3 separate regions of the Sus scrofa genome follow, and regions 2 and 3 are each linked to region 1. The links are chromatin contacts, called in public targeted proximity ligation maps. All regions are on one chromosome and are shown on one strand. The core of a region is the stretch at or near the end of the contact, and the rest is flanking DNA. Distances in the headings are between cores, read along the strand shown.

What was found.
Region 2: a contact with region 1 is called in a targeted proximity ligation map of alveolar macrophages. A contact is called at or near these places in 2 of 47 Hi-C or Micro-C datasets (embryonic fibroblasts and retroperitoneal adipose tissue) and 1 of 2 datasets of targeted methods (alveolar macrophages).
Region 3: a contact with region 1 is called in a targeted proximity ligation map of alveolar macrophages. A contact is called at or near these places in 1 of 5 promoter capture datasets (liver), 14 of 47 Hi-C or Micro-C datasets (embryonic fibroblasts, epiblast stem cells, fibroblasts and 8 more) and 1 of 2 datasets of targeted methods (alveolar macrophages).

What each region holds. Positions count from the first base shown.
Region 1 is chr3:127,478,678-127,482,209 of Sscrofa11.1, forward strand. No RefSeq gene overlaps it. Among named protein-coding and RNA genes, the nearest start is that of ID2, 23 kb to the right of the region's middle.
Region 2 is chr3:127,839,762-127,843,293 of Sscrofa11.1, forward strand. No RefSeq gene overlaps it. Among named protein-coding and RNA genes, the nearest start is that of ID2, 340 kb to the left of the region's middle.
Region 3 is chr3:127,802,718-127,806,249 of Sscrofa11.1, forward strand. No RefSeq gene overlaps it. Among named protein-coding and RNA genes, the nearest start is that of ID2, 300 kb to the left of the region's middle.

The DNA.
Region 1 (3,532 bases), core at 749-3,248:
ACCGCAACCTCAAAATCTCATTGACTTAATACATTCGAAGTTTCTTTCTCATTCCTGTAACTGAACCTCAACGTTACCTAAGTTGGTAAATTTTCAGGGACCCACCCGCTTCCTCTGGTGGCTCCACCAGCCTCCGAGGCTGCAGAGTCCTCTCCTCTGCTCCCTCCTCTGTGTTCTGTTGATACATAGGGAGTTGAGAGGGTGGAGGACCACGCATAGGGATGAATTTTGTATCGTCCAGGCCCGGAAGTGGTGTCTGCCCATCCCATTGCCCTTCCTAAGTCACCTGGTCGTGCTGAACTGCAAGGGACCTGGGAATGCGGGGACCTGTATGCCCTGGAGGAAGAGCGAACATTCTGGTAGCACACAGGCATCTTCCCACCCAGGGCCTTGACACGGGTGGTCCATCCATGGCGGAGTCAAGGCTGCAACTCATCTGGCTTTCAACTTGAGCAGCAGAATTTTTTTTTTTTTTTTAAATGACATCTCTCTAAAATTTTGCCGTGCATGCAGTTTTCATTCTGGTAGGGAAGTCTGTTAAAATCATAACATCTAACTTGGAAGATTTTAGGATTTTAGGGGAAGGTAGTTTTCACTCAGCCAGTTCTCATATATCTGAGAAACTTCCAAGTTTCTTTCTTTCTTTTTTGTCTTTTCAGGGCCTCACCTGCAGCATATGCAAGTTCCCAGGCTAGTGGGCAAATCAGAATGTAGCTGCCAGCCTATATACCACAGCCACAGCAACCCCAGATCTGAGTAGCATCTGTGACCTACAGATCCTTAACTCTCTGAGCGAGGCCAGGGATCGAACCCATGTCCTCAAGGACGCTAGTCGGGTTCATTACCATTAAGCCACATTGGGAACTCCCACAGGTTTCTAATATGGAACAGGTGGCGGGGAGAATTAAACAAGATGAAGAATGGGAAAAAGAGTAAATATTCTCAACCCTCGGGGGTCCTTTCTCTATCCCCAGACTCTCAGACCAGCCGGAATCTGATTATAAATACAGTCTTTCTGTTGCATCTATTCTTTCGCCTTTCTTTCTCCTGGGACAGTGACAACAGGACTCTTGGTGGCTTTCCTTGTGCCTGGCAGACATGGCAGGATGTGGTCCTGGGAGGCTCTGGCTCCCAGTGCGGGGATTGGTAGTTGAAGAGGAGCCAAACCTAGCCGTGGCACAGTGGGGCTGGCGGCGTCTCTGCAGCAGGCCCGGCACAGTTTGCGTAGGTCCCAGCTGCGGCAAGGATCTTATCCCGGCCCGGGACCTCCGTATGCCCCGGGGTGGCCAGAAGAGGGAAAAAAGAGAGTGAGTGAGAGGCTAAACTTATATCAGTGGCCGCTCCTCTGGGAAGTATGTCTCCCCTCCCAGAAGGCAGAAAATCAGACTTCAAGTTTACCGTCTTGCTTTTAAGGCAGCACGTCTGCAGTAACTCTACTGCCCACGTCTCAGTTTTGTCCCTTGACATTTTGTCAGTCCCGAGATGCGTGGTTTTCTGGAGTCTCTTACCATCGCTGGCATCCACGGCAGCATTTGCCCCTCGGTACAGTGGAGGGAGTCTTGCTTGGAGTGGTGAAACATGGTGTTATTTTAACACACGGCAAGGCCATGTTGAGCTGTATCTTTAGCAATCGTCGTGGACTCGTGGTGGTATATTCAACGGATCCTCAAATTCAACATTTTATGTTAAATATTTCTTTTAAAAGTTATTGTGTATTCATTTTGGATAAAGTATTGTTATGCATTTATTCTAATGAAAATAGTTTAACATTTATTGAGCACATTATGTGTCCGACATTGTTCTAAGATCTCTACGTGTGTTAGCTAATTTAGTCTGCACAATAACCTCGTGAATTAATTACTGTTATCCTTAGCTCTCAGATGACACAGAGATTAAGTAATTTCCTATGGTCACACAGCTACTAAGTGGCAGCGCCCGGATTCAGGCCCAGGCACTGGAGCTCCAGAACATCCGTGCTCTCTATTACATTTATCTTTATTTTCTTTAGCTACATAGGGGTGAGTCAGCATTTACTTTATTTTTTTTCTGGGCCACTCCCGCAGCGTGTGGAAGTTACAGGCCAGGGATTGAACCTGTGCCAGATCCTCAGCCTGCTGAGCCACTGGGGAACTCCCCAAGACACAGTTTCATTATAGCTTTATTTGCTATATCATCATCATTGTCTACTTGTTTTAAAATAGGGTTTAGGGTTTAAGAAAAAAGCCTTTTGTTTTTTTAAATTTTTTTCATTATAGCTGGTTTACAGTGTTCTTTCAGTTTTCCACTGTACAGCACGGTGACCCAGTCACACATACATGTGTACATTCTTTCTTCTCACATTATCCTGCTCCATCATCTGAGATGCTACTCAGATCTGGGGTTGCTGTGGCTGTGGTATAGGCTGGCAGCTACATTCTGATTCGCCCACTAGCCTGGGAACTTGCATATGCTGCAGGTGAGGCTCTGAAAAGACAAAAAAGAAAGAAACTTGGAAGTTTCTCAGATATATGAGAACTGGCTGAGTGAAAACTACCTTCCCCTAAAATCCTAAGTGACGAGACATAGTTCCCAGCGCTACACAGCAGGATCTCATTGCTAATCCATTCCAAAGGCAATAGTCTGCATCTATGAACCCCAAGTTCCCCGTCCATCCCACTCCCTCCCCCTCCCCCTTGGCAACCACAAGTCTGTTCTCCACGTCCATGAGTTTCTTTTCTGTGGAAAGCTTCCTTTGTGCCATGTATTAGATCCAGATATAAGTGATATCACGTGGTATTTGTCTTTCTTTTTGTGACATTCTTCACTCAGGATGAGAGTCTCTAGTTCCATCCATGTTGCTGCAAAGGAAAAAAGTCTTTTAACAACTCCATTGTGGCTCAGTTGGTTAAGAACCAGACATAGTGTCCATGCGGATGCCAGCTCAGTCCATGGCCTTGCTAAGTGGGTTAAGGATTTGGTGTTGCCACAAGCTGAAGTGTAGGTCACAGATGTGGCTTGGATCCGGTGTTGCTGTGGCTGCCATGTAGGCTGGCAGCTGAAGCTCCATATCAAACCTTAGCCCAGGAACTTCCATATGCCGCAGGCACATCTGTAGAAAGAAAAGTCTAGAGCCCGTGTAAATTATATTTATAGGGAAAAATCATTTTTTTAAACATCAAATATCTTTGTTCCTATAGTTATTTTGGAACAATGTTCAATTTTTGCTTAATAATCTAATGACTTCTTTTTAGTGTCCTTTGTCCCATTATTACTCATGGATTAGGCCATTACATTAAAGTTTGTACATAAATTGGATATATTCACTTTATTTGCAGTCCTATCGTCTTTCCTATAGTGGCCGTTCTGTGGTCGGCCTTAGACTGTATCACCATGGGAGGTGCTCGGTGTTAGGTTACAATCTGAAATAGCACTGTACGTATTTTCTTTATATTCTATTATTGAACAGTGTTAATGCTTAGTAAATATGAATAGATGAGTAACATATGTACTTACAAAGTCATGACTGCAGCAGAGTTTTGTTTTTTGTTGTTTG
Region 2 (3,532 bases), core at 265-2,764, 360 kb after region 1:
TAACGAGATACATAAAAGCCGTAGAACGTTCTTCCTGAACCTCTGTGAGTCTCCAGGCACATCTTTGGAGAATATGTGTCTAGACTCCAGGCCCTGGGAGAGTGTCCTCCCCATGGCAAACCTGGTGTGTTGGTGTCCTAGGGCCTTCATATCCTGTCTCTGTTCTGGAGGCTGGGAGTCTGAGATCAATGGGTCAGTGGGTTTGGTTCCTTCAGAAGGATGTGAGGAGGATGTGTCACAGGCTGCTCCCACCTCCTGGTGCTTGCCTGGATCTTTGGCACTTCCTTACTTACAGAAGCTTCATCCCCCCCCCTTTTTTTTAGGGCCACACTTATGGCTTATGGACGTTCCCAGGCTAGGGGGGGGTCCAACTGGAGCTTCAGCTGCCGGCCTACACCACAGCCACAGCCACACTGGGTCCAAGAGGCATCTGCAACCTACACTGCAGCTTGCAGCAATGCTGGCTCCTTAACCCGCTGAGCGAGGCCGGGGATGGAACTCGCATCCTCACAGAGACAAGGTCAGGTCCTTAACCTGCTGAGCCACAAGAACGCCTCCCCGTGTCTTTGGACTTAATCTTCCCTCTGTGCATTTCTGTACCTGCCCAGATTTCCCCTTTTTATAAAGACACAGTCACATTGGGTTGGCGTCCACTCTAGTAACCTTTGTAACTCGATGGCATCTGTAAAGATCCTATTTCCAAATAAAGTCCCATTCTGAGGCCCTAGGGGTTAGGACTCCCACATATCTTTTGAGGGGAACATAATTCACTGTCTAACATCTGGTAAATCGATACTTTGTTTTAAGCAGGTAAGCTGTTGCCTGAAAAAGTTGTATGCAACTTATACGTTTGCAATCATGCATTAGTTTAATTCATGAAGGGTGTGTGGGGGCATTATTTATAAACTAGTGCCTATGAATTCTCTAGTGAGAATTAAATCATTTCTTCTTCTACCTGTCTGCGGAAAGTGTCTTAAACCTTTCCTGAGCTCATGTGTATTCTACCTCGTATCATGGTTGCTATGGCAGATTTTCGTATAAAATTGAAGGCTTATCAGGGAAGAAGAGCTTTCATTGACATTTCTGTCGATTTCCTTTTATAGCAACTTCCTGCCTTCCCACCTGGCAGCCCCAAACATCTTTTTAGAACCTTCTTATACATGGTAGATGATTAATAAACACCTTTTGAATTAAACTGACCTTTTTGGGAAGGGTAGAATCCTTGCCTAAAGTTAATGGTGACTTCCTGACCTGTGATCTTTGTGCAAATCATTGAAATTCACCCACTGCCTTCCAGGCAAGTGAGGGTGCAACTGTACACTCCCCGCCCCCGCCCCCCGCATCCATCATGCCGTTTCCCACTGTTTTTAAAGGAGAACTGAAAGCATTTGCCAGTACGTGTTCAGGCTCACAGAACTTTACTTCATTAAGCAGAACTTGGCTAACATCTGGGCTGGAGACACGTATTCCCCACAGAAAATTGCCTTGTTCAGTCGGGATGAGTCACGTCCCTAAGTCTTGGCCCGGGCGTGGGTGTTCCAGGGAGTCATGTCCTGGCCTCGAGCGATGTGAAATGCTCTTTCTGTAAGTGGCAGGGTTTCTGGATGAAGCAGATGCACCTGCGTTTCTCTACCAGCTTTGGAGGAAGTTATATTTTCCTGAGTGTCAAGGAGACTTTTCATTTAAACCTTCAGAGTTCCTGCTTATCAGCTGGCTTGGCTATAAGCCCGTGGGAGAATACCTGTGCTTTTTGCTGATATCTTTATTTATTTTTTATTTTTATTTTTTGTCTTTTCTAGGGCCACACTCGCGGCATATGGAGGTTCCTAGGCTAGGGGTCTCATCAGAGCTGTAGCTGCCGGCCTTCTCCACAGCCACAACCACAGCTCATGGCAGTGTGGTTTAGGTCACAGACCCTGCTCGGATCTGGCGTTGCTGTGGCTGTGGTATAGGCTGGCAGCTACAGCTCCGATTGGACCCCTTGCCTGGGAACTTCTATACACCTTGGGTATGGCCCTTAAAAAACAAAGACAAAAAAATTTATTGGAGTATCTTTGACGTACAAAGTTGTGTTAGTTTCAGGTGTACCAGCAAGTAAATGTTATACACACACACGATCCCTTTCGTATTTTTTCCCCACAGAGGTTACTACACGGTATTGAGTACTGGACCACGGCTCATGTAAATAAAGATTGCCAGCCTGCCTCGTGCAGCAGTGTGAGGAAAACTACTTGGAATTTTACTTCTATTTTAGTAAATTGGACACAGATAGCATTGTTCGTCCTTCCCAAAAGTAGCTCTTTCACAACTGGCTGAAATACTTTTTTTATTTTTATTTTTTTATCTTTTTAGGGCTGCACCTGTGGCATATGGAAGTTCTCAGGCTAGGGGTCCAATCAGAGCTGCCGTTGCCAGCTTACACCACAGCCACAGCAATGCCAGATCCAAGCCTCATCTGTGACCTACACTACAACTCATGGCAATGCTGAGTGAAGCCAGAGATTGAACCTGCATCCTCATGGATACTAGTCGGGTTCGTTACCGCTGAGCCCCAAGGGGAACTACTGGCTAAAATAATTTTAAAAAAATCTTTGAATATACTTTGAGACAAGGATCTAGCAAAGTACCCATGCTTATGGTTCCACTTTTGCGCCAGACACTTCATAATTATCTCATGTAATGATTATCCTTACAATGAGTTTTTTTAAAACATTTCTTACATAAAGCAATTGAAGCACAGAGAGGTTAAGCAGCTTGCCATATATCACACAGCTGTGAGTAGCAGACCCTGGATCAGAAGCCAGGGATGACCAAATCTGGACTTATTTCAGCTTGTCTAGCGCCCTCAAACTTTCATCAGATCCTGCTCCCCTCTGCCCATTTCCAGAGTTTAGAGTTTACCCACCACAGTGGGCTTTCAAAATGGACCATGTCTAATGTAAATAAAGACTGCCAGCCTGCCTCGTGGCACAAGGCTCGTCTCTGTGATATATGACTACATGTTGGAGGAGTTGCTTCTCACGATGATATAATGGAAATATTCCACTTCCCTGTAACAATGACCTTTTATTAGTTTGATAGAGCAGCTTATACACCAATGATTCAGGATCGAAAAGTGGAATTATTTGTTTCTGACAAGGCTCACCACCCACCTGCATGTTCCCTCCGGCTAGCCCCCGCCCCCAACTTAGACTTCAAGACAGTGTGTTGCAGGGGCTAAAGCATACGGCCCTTGCTCACTGGAAACTAATAGTGCCAGGAATTGATGAAGAGAGCCCCTGAACTCAATCATTTATATTTTTCTGGCTAGATTTTCTTTCCCGTAAGGTGACTGAGCACCCAGCAAAGGCAGAGTGGTCTCAGATTCCTGTTTTGTTCTCTGTTTCTGAAGTGTGGACTAGCGTTCTTGGCTGGCCACTGTTCAAATTTTCTGGGGGTTTTTGCTTTTATTTAGTCATTCGTGGTAACCAGTTCCAGGCTTTGATGGTCCCCTGGCACAGGTGTGACTCTGGACAAGCATTCTGTATCTATC
Region 3 (3,532 bases), core at 309-2,808, 320 kb after region 1:
TGTGTGTGTGTGGCTTTCCGACTCCAGCCAACCCTGGCTCTACCTTTCAGCCCAGTGGGGCTGTCTCCCTCCCCAGATCTGGTATCACAGCGCCTCTTCCACTTCTGAAATCACATCAGGTACGACTCTATTTCAAAGACTGAGGCTCTGACTTGAAAAGGAGCCAGCGCTCATAGCGTCATTCCTGACAGATTTCTTAATTAATCTGCTCAGATTGTCAATAATGTAATTCACTGTTGATTTAGAAACTAGTTATATGAGCACTGCTAGCGCCGTTGTGGGAAAACATCTGAATAATTCAGCTAATAGATGGGAAACTCACCCAGATTGCTGGGGCAGGGGGAGGGATCCACTCATTTGAATGAGATGAGCTCAAGCAGGGTGATTCCGGCAAATTCCAGGGAGCGGGGAGAGGTTGTTATATTCCTGGGGGCAGCAGCTGCCTGGTTTCATTATTGTCATTTTTGATTTTTGGAAAAAAAGACTGTGCGCCTCACACTCTCACAGGCAGAGGTCATTAACGTGCTCTTGAAAAAGACGGTGGACTTTCAGGGCAAAGTGTGTGATCTTGCCGATCACCAACGCTGACCTACACGTGTGGTTAGAGGGTTTTCTTCTTGAGAGGCAATATTATTTTCGAACAATCCTTACTCAGATATATGAGTTTGTGAATAAGTATCATCAAAAAGAGACGTCTTTTTTTCTGGGGAGATTCCCAGTTATTTTCAGGCGTTTCCCAGAATTCGATGGGTCTATCTTGAGATTAAGGTGATTCCTCTTTCGACACCCAAACCGGAGGCTCTGCTGAAAATGAAGTGTACAGATTGGTGAGTCTAATTATGTGAAAAGTCTTACATAAACATAAACCCAGTCACTTTTAGTTATTCACTCAACATTTCGTTTTTATGGAAGAGAATAAAATTATACGGAGTTGAGCTGTTATGCTACGTTTTTCGCTATGACGGCTAGAGTTTTAACAACCTTTCAGTGCAGATGAGTTAGTGTTTAAATGTGTTAATAAGAGTCATGGTGCTTTTGATGCTAATTCAGTTGCATTTCTCTGCAGTCTCGCACTTTTCTTCTGTATCTCTCTCTCTCCCTTCCCCTAACACACACGCGCACGCGCACACACACACACGCGTGCGCGCACTCGCCTCTCTGTCACAGCTCTTCCAGGTTTCTATCCTGAGCCCTTCAAGAGGAAGGAAAGACCACATAGTGTCCAGTTCTGAGACTTTGACACTGGCTGACTTCCATCCGGTGAGATTCACCTGCTTGGGACCTGTTGCCTTATGTTGGGATAAAGTTGGGTTTTATCTTCCATCCTAAACTGCATTGGGAACCTTAGGAACAGAAATGCCTCTGGGATGCTTAGTAAACAGAACCTCAGCAAACAGTCCTTGGATGAATTGATGGAAGAACAGCAGGAGTGCTGCCTTCAGATAAACTATGAGTTTCTGATGACCCTTTGTTTCTGCCCTGCAGAGGAGGAGGGCGGCACTGGCACTGGTTTGGATGGGTTTGGCTTCTTATCACAGAGCACTCTGACTCACCATGGCGTGGCGTGAGTGAGCTAAGAGATGTTTCTCTCTTGTCCCAAAGGAGTGGGTGCCTGCAGCTGAGGGTTGGGCTGGCTGCTCCACGTCCACCAGGGACCCAGGCTCCTTCTCTCTTTTTTTTCCACTACCCCAGCTGGTGGTTTGCTTAAATTTCATGCTGACCTCATGGTCAAGTTATCAGTGGGCGTTGGGGAGATCACATCCGTATTTCAGAGGGCAGAGAAGAGGAAGAGGATGAAAGGCAGCCCCTCCCTCCCTTCCACTTCTATTAAGCTGCCTTTCTGGAAGCTCTTCCACCCCCCCTAAATCACACTACATCTTGCTCATTCTTGGTGGGAGCTCAGAGGACCACGCCTGGATGCAGAGGGGCTGGTACACGTTGTCCTTTGAGATGGGACGTAAGCAATACTGAGGTTCTGTTACAGGGGAGAAGGGGGACTGGATACTTGATGACAGCCTAGAGCTAAATCCTGAGACCTAACCAATTCCCACAAGGAGTGGATGATTTAGAGCAAGCAGTTATCACAGCTCTAAGGAAACCACAGGTGAATGCTTCCTATTTTTGCTGTGTCTGAGTATTTCTTTTTTCTTTTCTTTTTTCTTTTCTTTTCTTTTCTTTTCTTTTCTTTTCTTTTCTTTTCTTTTCTTCTCTTCTCTTTTTTCTTTTCTCGTCTCTTCTTTTCTTTTCTCTTCTTTTCTTTTTTAATGGCTGCACTTGCAGCAGATGGAAGTTTCTGGACTAGGGGTTGAATTGGAGCTATAGTATCCAGCCTGTGCCACAGCAATGTCAGATCTGAGTCTTATCTGTAACCTACACTGCAGCCTGCAGCAATGCTGGTTCCTTAACTCACTGAGCGAGGGGTAGTTATGTCCCTTGCACCTGCATAGTGGGCATAAGGGTGTGCCACCAACCACGCGCCTTCCTCACTCTGCGTTCAGAGAGGCCACCCTGGGAACTTGAAATTTGCTGTTATTCAGTGGGAATATTTATACCAGGGAGTCTGGCAGATATTGTAAATTAAGTTTTTTCCTTTCAATACATTCTAGATGACTCCCCACCTTTTAGAGAAAAAGGACTCAGAAGAACCCAAGTGCATACCTTCCTCGTAGGGTTCATCTCTGGTAACTTACCTGTGTCTGCCTTTCCTTTCCTTCTGCAAGCATCTTGATGCTTCTGTTGAACAGAACTTAGCCCAGAGGTGGGGCTCCTTCTGCACTTGTGAAATAACGGACTTGTGAATGAGTAAGTAAAAGAGGCCCCCCTTTCCCGCCTTTGTGTCTATTCTGCCTTTAGATGAACCCCTCACACCCCCCACTAGTGGGCAAAACCCTGAGACAGCAATCCCCCTGCCCTACTGTCAGCCTCAGGAGCAGTCCCATGACTGAAGTGACATTTTATAAATATGCAAACAGCTTGATGCTGCAACATCTACATCAGTGAGAAACTCCTTGAAAAGGGCCACTTAAGAAAGACACTACTTTTCAAACTACTTGACCGTCAACTGAGCCAAGGAAAACGAATCCAGGGAGCTAGGATGGACACATCAAAAGCATTCTGCAGAACAGTTTGAAGGGAGAGCCAAAGGCCCAGATCACCTTGGGGAAGGTTTTCTTTGTAACTGATCTCAACGAGGGCAGTAGGGCACAAGGACATCAGATTTGTTGGGAAAAAATAGCGTTTTCTTTCTCTTGGGGAATAGTTACACAAAGCCACGAAAGTGCCCCTTCCTCCCCTCCCCCCACATCCTCCTTGCCAAGTAAGACTTTGTGCATCAAAGGTTCTTTGAGCCCCCTGTCCACCTCACATGTCACCTCACTTTTCCATTTGAGGGCAAATGCTCAGAATGTTGATATGAGGGGTTAGAAAGAGTCCCCCCTGCCCCTCTGCTTAGTTGTGGGACCTCAGTTCCACTGCGCCTCCCTCTCTGGGGCTTATCCACTCCCCAGGCTTGCTTTGGGAATTTTTCTAGATC